Regions from separate parts of the Anser cygnoides genome. Here region 2 is linked to region 1. A link is a contact called in public Hi-C data. All regions are on one chromosome and are shown on one strand. The core of a region is the stretch at or near the end of the contact, and the rest is flanking DNA. Distances in the headings are between cores, read along the strand shown.

What was found. A called contact is a pair of places that touch in the nucleus more often than the background predicts.
Region 2: a Hi-C map of liver shows a contact between it and region 1, with 2.0 times the contacts expected there. The contact joins the enhancer-like site here to the promoter of ADAT2 in region 1. A contact is called at or near these places in 3 of 7 Hi-C or Micro-C datasets (granulosa cells and liver).

What each region holds. Positions count from the first base shown.
Region 1 is chr3:57,860,488-57,863,750 of Taihu_goose_T2T_genome, forward strand. ADAT2 (adenosine deaminase tRNA specific 2) reads left to right here and starts at 1,951. Exons shown (of 6, transcript XM_066994223.1): 1 at 1,951-2,083; 2 at 2,175-2,279. The coding sequence starts at 2,033. PEX3 (peroxisomal biogenesis factor 3) reads right to left here and starts at 1,944. Exons shown (of 12, transcript XM_048080773.2): 1 at 1,815-1,944. The coding sequence starts at 1,887.
Region 2 is chr3:58,203,556-58,207,310 of Taihu_goose_T2T_genome, forward strand. No RefSeq gene overlaps it. Among named protein-coding and RNA genes, the nearest start is that of HIVEP2, 150 kb to the left of the region's middle. Within about 2 kb of position 2,071, at least 2 of the 3 cell types and tissues checked have open chromatin away from gene starts, as enhancers often do. A contact at or near this core is called in liver, where this site is marked.

The DNA of each region.
Region 1 (3,263 bases), core at 701-3,200:
TCAATTGCTTTTCCATCAGTTTGAGCTCTTACCTCAAGGGTTTTGCAAGAGATTTTTCTATTTATGAAGATATGAGTGTTGGGAGTCACACAAATTACATTAACAACAACAGCCACTGATAACACGCATGGAATTTGTAAGCAGAGAAAAGGTACCAACCAACTCAGATGTTTGTGGTTCTTCAGTAATGCAACACTGATAAAACATTGTACCAGTAATAATGTAGAGATTCTCCTGTGTTGTCTAATGAATAATTAAGTATTCACATCAATCTCTGAATGCTTGCCAGTCAAAGACTTAAAATCATTAAGCTTGTGATGTCCCATTTTCCTTTGTTACATCCTCCTTCCCAGAAACTGCAACTACAGCTCTTAAGAAAAATACATCAGAGAGACGTAGCGTCCACTCTCTGACATTATATCAGCAGATGATTAGGCTGCTTTTCTCACATCATTCAGCCAATTCAGAGTATTCTGTCTTTAAATAAAAGTAATCAGGTGAAGTTGCATTCTACCTTTCAGCGTTAAGCAATGTTTTTTGAAGGATCAGTTGTGGATTCTGGGGTTCTCATTCCTTAGCAGTGCCGTGACATAACTCGAGTTAGATTAAGGTCTGATCCATAACTAACACACAGATGGCCAAAGCACACGTGATTCAGCTGCAAAACAAGTGTAGTGTAGCATTCTGCAGTAAATCCCTCCATCTCCCCAGCTGCCTTAAAACATTATGGTGCAAGTTGCAGCTGATGGCAGCTCACGATGTTCTCCTGCTCGTGGTTGCTCCAATTTACTACAGAGTCCCAAATTTTTATCTTTTCAGTGTACTTCACACAGTCAATAGCATGTCAGTGACAGTTGTACCAAACTGTACCTCAACAGCATCCATCGTAAGCAAAAAACTGCAAGTTCAGTGACACTAGGATGGTTCCCGGGCTGACAGAAGGCCACTTATGTGTGATGAATTTAGGATTTCTGGCTATCAGGACTACTGAGAGCCATCAGCCCCATGATATCTGCTTGCCCACCCAGACACTGTTCCACGTTGGCTAGCTGAAACCAGGCCAGCTTGTGCTTTTACTAGGCCCATTTGCCCACCTGGCACTCCCACACGGGCAGTGAAGGGGGGGGGGCACAGTCTTCAGCTTGTCACGCTAAAGTAAATCAGCTCAATTTGCCATGGTGGGCTGTAAGCGGGCTCAGAAGCTGGTAACCATTACTTTCTGCTGTACTTGTAGAGCCAGAAAACCTGCAGGAGAAGGGGTAAAGGGGCTCGACAGCTGCTTTCAGTAACCGCTGCCTAACTTATTGCTGAAGGAGTTCACGCTGAGAGGCTGCGGAGGCCACAACAGCCGAGGGGAGTCAGAATTACATCCAGTCACCTCCACAAGAGCCCTCACCTGAATCAAAAGCTGAGAGCCAAGATGTGCTGCAGAAACACTTCAGCCCCCGATATTTAACCCCCTGGGCGTGTTCCGGGGGGTATAAGCGAGCCAAGCCTTCCTCGGCAGCTCAGTAACACTTAAACCCGTGCCACCTGCAGGGAACGCACGCGGAGGTGACGCCTGGGCAGGCAGAGCCGCGGCTGCACCTCGTGAGAAGCGCCCAGTCTCGGGAGACCCCCCCTTTACCAGACGCTTACACGGCACAGGGACAGACCCGAGGCGCCGCTCCAAACCCGGTCCCGGCTACCAATAACCCCGTGCCGGCCGGGAGGGCTCCTAGGGGCCCGGAGCCAGCCAGCAGCGGGACCCGAGGGGGTTTTTCCTTCCCCCCCCCCCCCCCCCGCGCGGGACGAGCCCCTCCCCGGCCGCTCACCGCCGAGGAAGGTGCCGAGGACGAGGCATTTCTTCTTGTGCCGCTTGAGGAAACTCCAGAGGGAGCGGAGCATCCTGCCCGCCCGGCTCGGCTCAGCACGGCCTCCCCTCGCCTCCCCGCGGCGGCGGAAGGGGAGGTGGCGGCGGCGGCCCCGGCTCCGCCCGCGGTGCCTCGCCGGGCGTCCCCCGGAAACGGCGCCGCGCTCCGCCGGGGCCGCCATGGAGGACGAGGCGACGCGGCTCGGCTTCATGGAGCGGGCCCTCCAAGTGGTCGGTGCGGGGGGCGGCCGGGCGGGCTCCGCGTGCTCCCCCCCCCCCCGCCGCCTCCCGGCTCATCCCGGCCGCGTGTGTCCCCCCGCAGGCCCGAGGAGCGCTGGAGGTCGGGGAGGTGCCCGTGGGCTGCCTGCTGGTGTACGAGGGCCGGGTGCTGGGGGAAGGCAGGAACGAGGTGAACGAGACCAAGAACGTGAGTGGGGGGGGAGCGGGGAGCGCGGGGGTCTCGGCCCCGCGTCCCGGGGAGGCTGGGGAGGGTCGGGGGGAGGAGGCTGCGAGGCCGTCCCGGCGGCACGCTGCCCCCAGCGGGGCCGGGAGAGGTGGGTGTTACCGGCAGGCTGGCACCGAGCCGGCGTCTGGGATGAAAAGGCCCCCGGGATCGTCACGGCCACCCGCCAGCCCGACCTGCCGCGGCCCGTCGCTGAACGGCCTCCCTGCCTGCCCGTCCGGGGACCCGAGGACTCCTGCTCCCACTGCCTCTCCGCAAAGAAGGGCTTCCCAATTTCATATTGTGCTATAAGCTTTTTGAAAGGTCATGACGTGTAAACTGAAAATCCAGCTCTCTTGCTTTTCTAGGAAAACTCCCGTACAAACAGAGGAATCGTTTTGGAAGGGGAAAGGAGAAGACAAGGAGCTGGGAAGTTGTGCGCGGTTGCAGAGTGCATAGGCTAACAAAAGCTGATGTTTGATTTCCACTCTTCTTCCTTTCACAAAAGTATTACCTTTAGATTTTTAGACCTGATGCTTGCAGTTTTAGCTATAAAGTTAGATCTTATGCATGCTGAGAGACACGTTAAAGTCAGTGAAGATTTTTTGTAGCTGTGTAAATGGATCTGATTGCAGGATCTGGCTGAAATTTATATTCAGTGTCTCTATTCTCAAAATGTGATAAAAGGTGCAAATAAGTCTCGTAGGTTCAAAAATATACCAGTAAAGATGAACTATTATACTAATTTGTAAGACATTCATAACGTATTAAAATATTTTTTTAACAACTCAAGAAAGTTAGGTGGCATAGAAGATAGGTATTTCAAATTCTGTCTGTGTAAACACCATAGGAAAGCAGATACTTTTTGGGAAAATTGTGCTAGAGTTATTGCTGCATACAAATCATATGATGGTAAATGAGCAGAACATAACTGGTGAGACTAATAACAAAATCATAATCAATTTAAAA
Region 2 (3,755 bases), core at 821-3,320, 340 kb after region 1:
GTGCTCGCCTCACTGGCCAGCCACCAGCTCTGCTCCAGCCCCAGCAAGGCCTTGCTCCCCTTCTCCTGCATCAAGCACAACTATAGGTGCTCCACTTCATTTATTCATTACATATTTTCTTTCCAGTAATTCAACCGTTTATTGATTTATTTATTTTTTCGGTACAGACAACAAAAGCATTGTAATAGGGAGGCAACCTTTGGCCTTGAAAACACAGAGAGGCAAAATAGGCAGTTGGTATCACTGGAAATCACCCTGTAATTACAATCCAAGACACTTGTTATGATTGGGTTTTGGCTTGCAGGAGCTAGCATAACCCCCTCAGGCTAAAAGATAAAGGTCTGCTGACGTTAAATTAGGGTTGTGAATTAATGCAATGAATGACTTTTAATAATACCCTTTCAGAGGTGGCTCGGTGTTGTTAGCAGTAAGTTCTGACTGGATTTGCTGTGTGGGCCTGAGGGACTGGGGCATGCACCGTCAGGGAAAGTAAATGGCAGTGGGGGTGCCCTTGGTTTTCTAGAAAATCCCCATGTCCTGTGTGTGGCTCCTGTCAGTTCCTTCATTGCTTATAACACCAAAAGGTCTGAACCCACCAATTTTATTTCCAGAGATGTGAGCAGAGCAACTTCAGGTGGTGTTACATTGTTAGGTCGGGCCTTAGTACGACATATTTCTGAATCCTGAGGGTGTTCCTATCTCATCTCTTCAACAACCAGGGATGAAACCGTGATGGTCAGCAGCTGTGAAGATGTTTCTGGGCCAAATGCAGCAGCCATATTTTCTCTAAGAGTCTTCTTCAGAAATGGCACTTACTTCTGCTCAAACCCCAAAGGGCTGCAAGGGCAAAATTATGGTGGAAAGCAAAGAAAGCAGAAACAAAGAACAGTAAAGAGGGAAGGGTACGGTAAAGCAGAATATAGCCTCTTCTGGGTGTACTCTGGGCCACTTTTAATTGTTTGGCACTTGGCTTAAACTTACATATTCCCCAGGCGGTCAGCACAAGAAGTGGCTGGATGCCTTCCTTTACAAAGTGAGCACAGCCTTTGTGGCTGCAGTAGTGGAGGAAGGAAAAGTATAGCCCAGACTGAAGTAGTGGATGGAAAAACCCTCAGACATCCTCATTGTACTGATTAGTATCTTGAGTCATTGCCTTTGGGGGAGGTGAGAGTTTCCTCAGTACAGCTGAGTTAGACGAGTTCCTTTAATGAGGTTAGATACAAGAGGCATTGCGCAGTATGATGGAGTTCCCTGGGAAAAAAAAAAAAAAAGAAAGAAAAAAAAAAGAAATAAAGATGTCTTCTTTTTAATGCCGAGGGTCAAGGTCTAACTGGGCATCATCAGCATCAAAACAATAGGCTTTGTGAGCTGCCAAAGCTGCCCTAGATACCCAACTGAAGGCAGCTGGAAGTGATGGACGGAGCGGTGATGCCGCGCGGCTGCTCCATGCCCCAAAGATCTGCCTCGGGCTGAGGGTCTGTCACCACAGAGTGGTCCCCATCCTGCCCGTCGGAGGCTGTCCCTGCCCCAGCTGCCAGGCAGCCGGCGGCGGTGGCACAGCAAAGGCCAACGCACGGGCGGTAACGCTAATGCAATGTGAAACCTCCCCCAGACAGCCAGGCGGGAGGGCGGAGGGGAATGAGGACACGGGCGAAAAAGGGAAAGAAATCGGGCTGTCTCTTTATCTCCTTTCAACAGACCTTTGTTACACAATGTGCATATTTGTGCTGCTTTATATAGCACGCGTTAGGTTTTCCTGCTTCCTGCATGCACTGTCAGGACATGGCATGAAGACAAAGTGTGAGTCTGCTGCGCTTGAGGAGTTAAACTTGCTGAAGGGAAAGGGAAGGTCTGACCTGCATGAACCTCGTGACTGCTAATCTCTGTCCTGTGGCTAGCGTGAACCCCCCCAAATCTGGCCGTTCCTGTTTGGAAGCAGCTGGTGCCCTGCTTCGGTCCCACTGGGCTTTGCGAGTTTCAACACACAAGAGGTTGCGGTTTGCTCTGAATAACACTATCTGAGCTCGGAAAGCAAAGCTGTCGCCTTTGCAGTTAGACCTGCTGAGCACCTTCAGCTACCAACTGGGCAAGCAGGTTGTCACACACTTCACGTGGCCCATGCGGAGGGCTGACCTCTCACTGAAATGCCGCTTGTCAGTCTGCTGCTCTGGAAATCTGTTACCATTTCTTAAATGCTCAGCAAAAGTGGTGGAGCAGGGAAAGATCAGAGAAATCACTTTGCATAGAGTGACCTGGTAGTACTGAAGCTGTTTTTTGTTTGTCTGTTTTTCCATTTATTTCTTTCATTCTCCTCCAAGAATCATAGCTCAATCTCAATCATTTTTTTTTCTAATAGTTTGGAGTAGGTTTAGGAACTTGAGATTCCCTTCATTACCACCTTTTCCTTCTTGAAAGTGCCAGACTGGATTTTGCACAAAAGGCATATTAATGGACAGAGAGCTGTTGTAGCTATAACAGCAGCAAAAGCTGCAGCCAGCACCCTTCCGCAGGGAAGCAGTGAACCCAGTCACCAGTGTCTGTCTAACCCAAACCAAGGGGCTCTCAGGAGCCCTGCTCCTGCTCCTGCTCCTGCTCCTGCTCCTGCTCCTGCGCCTGCTCCTGCTCCTGCTCCTGTGCCTGCTCCAGCCTGCAAGAGAGCTTGAGCTGGCAGTGATGTCTTGGTGGTAACAGGCCTAGGTGAAGCTGCCAAGGCCTTAGCTAAAGAGCTGAGACCCAAATTTAGTTTTGGACCTTTTGGGAACAAAGGGTAAAGTGTCTGGATTTGGGGTTCTTGATAGATGTAAGACACAGATGAAGTTCAAGGTTATAATAAAATTTTTGACAGCGTGTGGGGAAGTTGGTCCTGGGATACCAAGTATGGATGAACTTCAGCTTCCTGTAAAAACACCGCTAAGCTATGTTAGTTTTTTCTTGGTGAAATGAACATTTCTCTGGTCCCTTTAATGCATTTATCGCCCATACTACCTTTCAAGATAATAGCTATGAATGCCTCCTTTGTTATAAGACGCGCACTGCCCTGTGTGCGTGGGAGGTGGGTGTTACACTAGGCATCATACAGCAGTATTCTGGTATTTTAATAAATGAGCTTCTACTGGAGGTGACATTACTTGAGTGTAAAACCAGGCATATCTGTCTCCTTAGCAAGATACAGGGTATTCTGTGGGGGTGTGAAGTAATTTTCTTTGAATAATTGAATTAAGTAATTATGCGTTATATAAATGTATAAGGCTCCAATTGCCCATAGTATCTGTGTACCATTCACAGAACTCAACGCAATATTTTCTTCTGATTACATGAACACTCTATTCTGAATACGCCAAACAAGCTTCATTTCTGTTTTTTTTATAGCTCCCTGACAACTACTTCTGCAACACCCATGAGATGTGAAGAACAACCAGTGACCTCCTACAGTGAACAATCTGCCACCAGAAGAGCTGTGCATTTAAGGGATTTTTTTGGCTCTGTTGCCAACTCATGCCCTCATTCTAAGACACACACACAAAAAAAACATCATAAAATAAAATAATTTTTAAAAGTGTTTCTTGGTGAAGCAAAATCTCAGAACTTTTAATGTGTTCAAAAGATTTTCATTTGGGTACTTGTAGATGAAATAAAGGCTATAGTCACAAAAGCTGCTGTGGGAGGATATATTACCAAGTATCCTGGAGCATGCATAGGGACAAGAAAGCTAGTTAAGTTTCCATCTCTGAAGAAATCTGAGGGTATGTGCCACA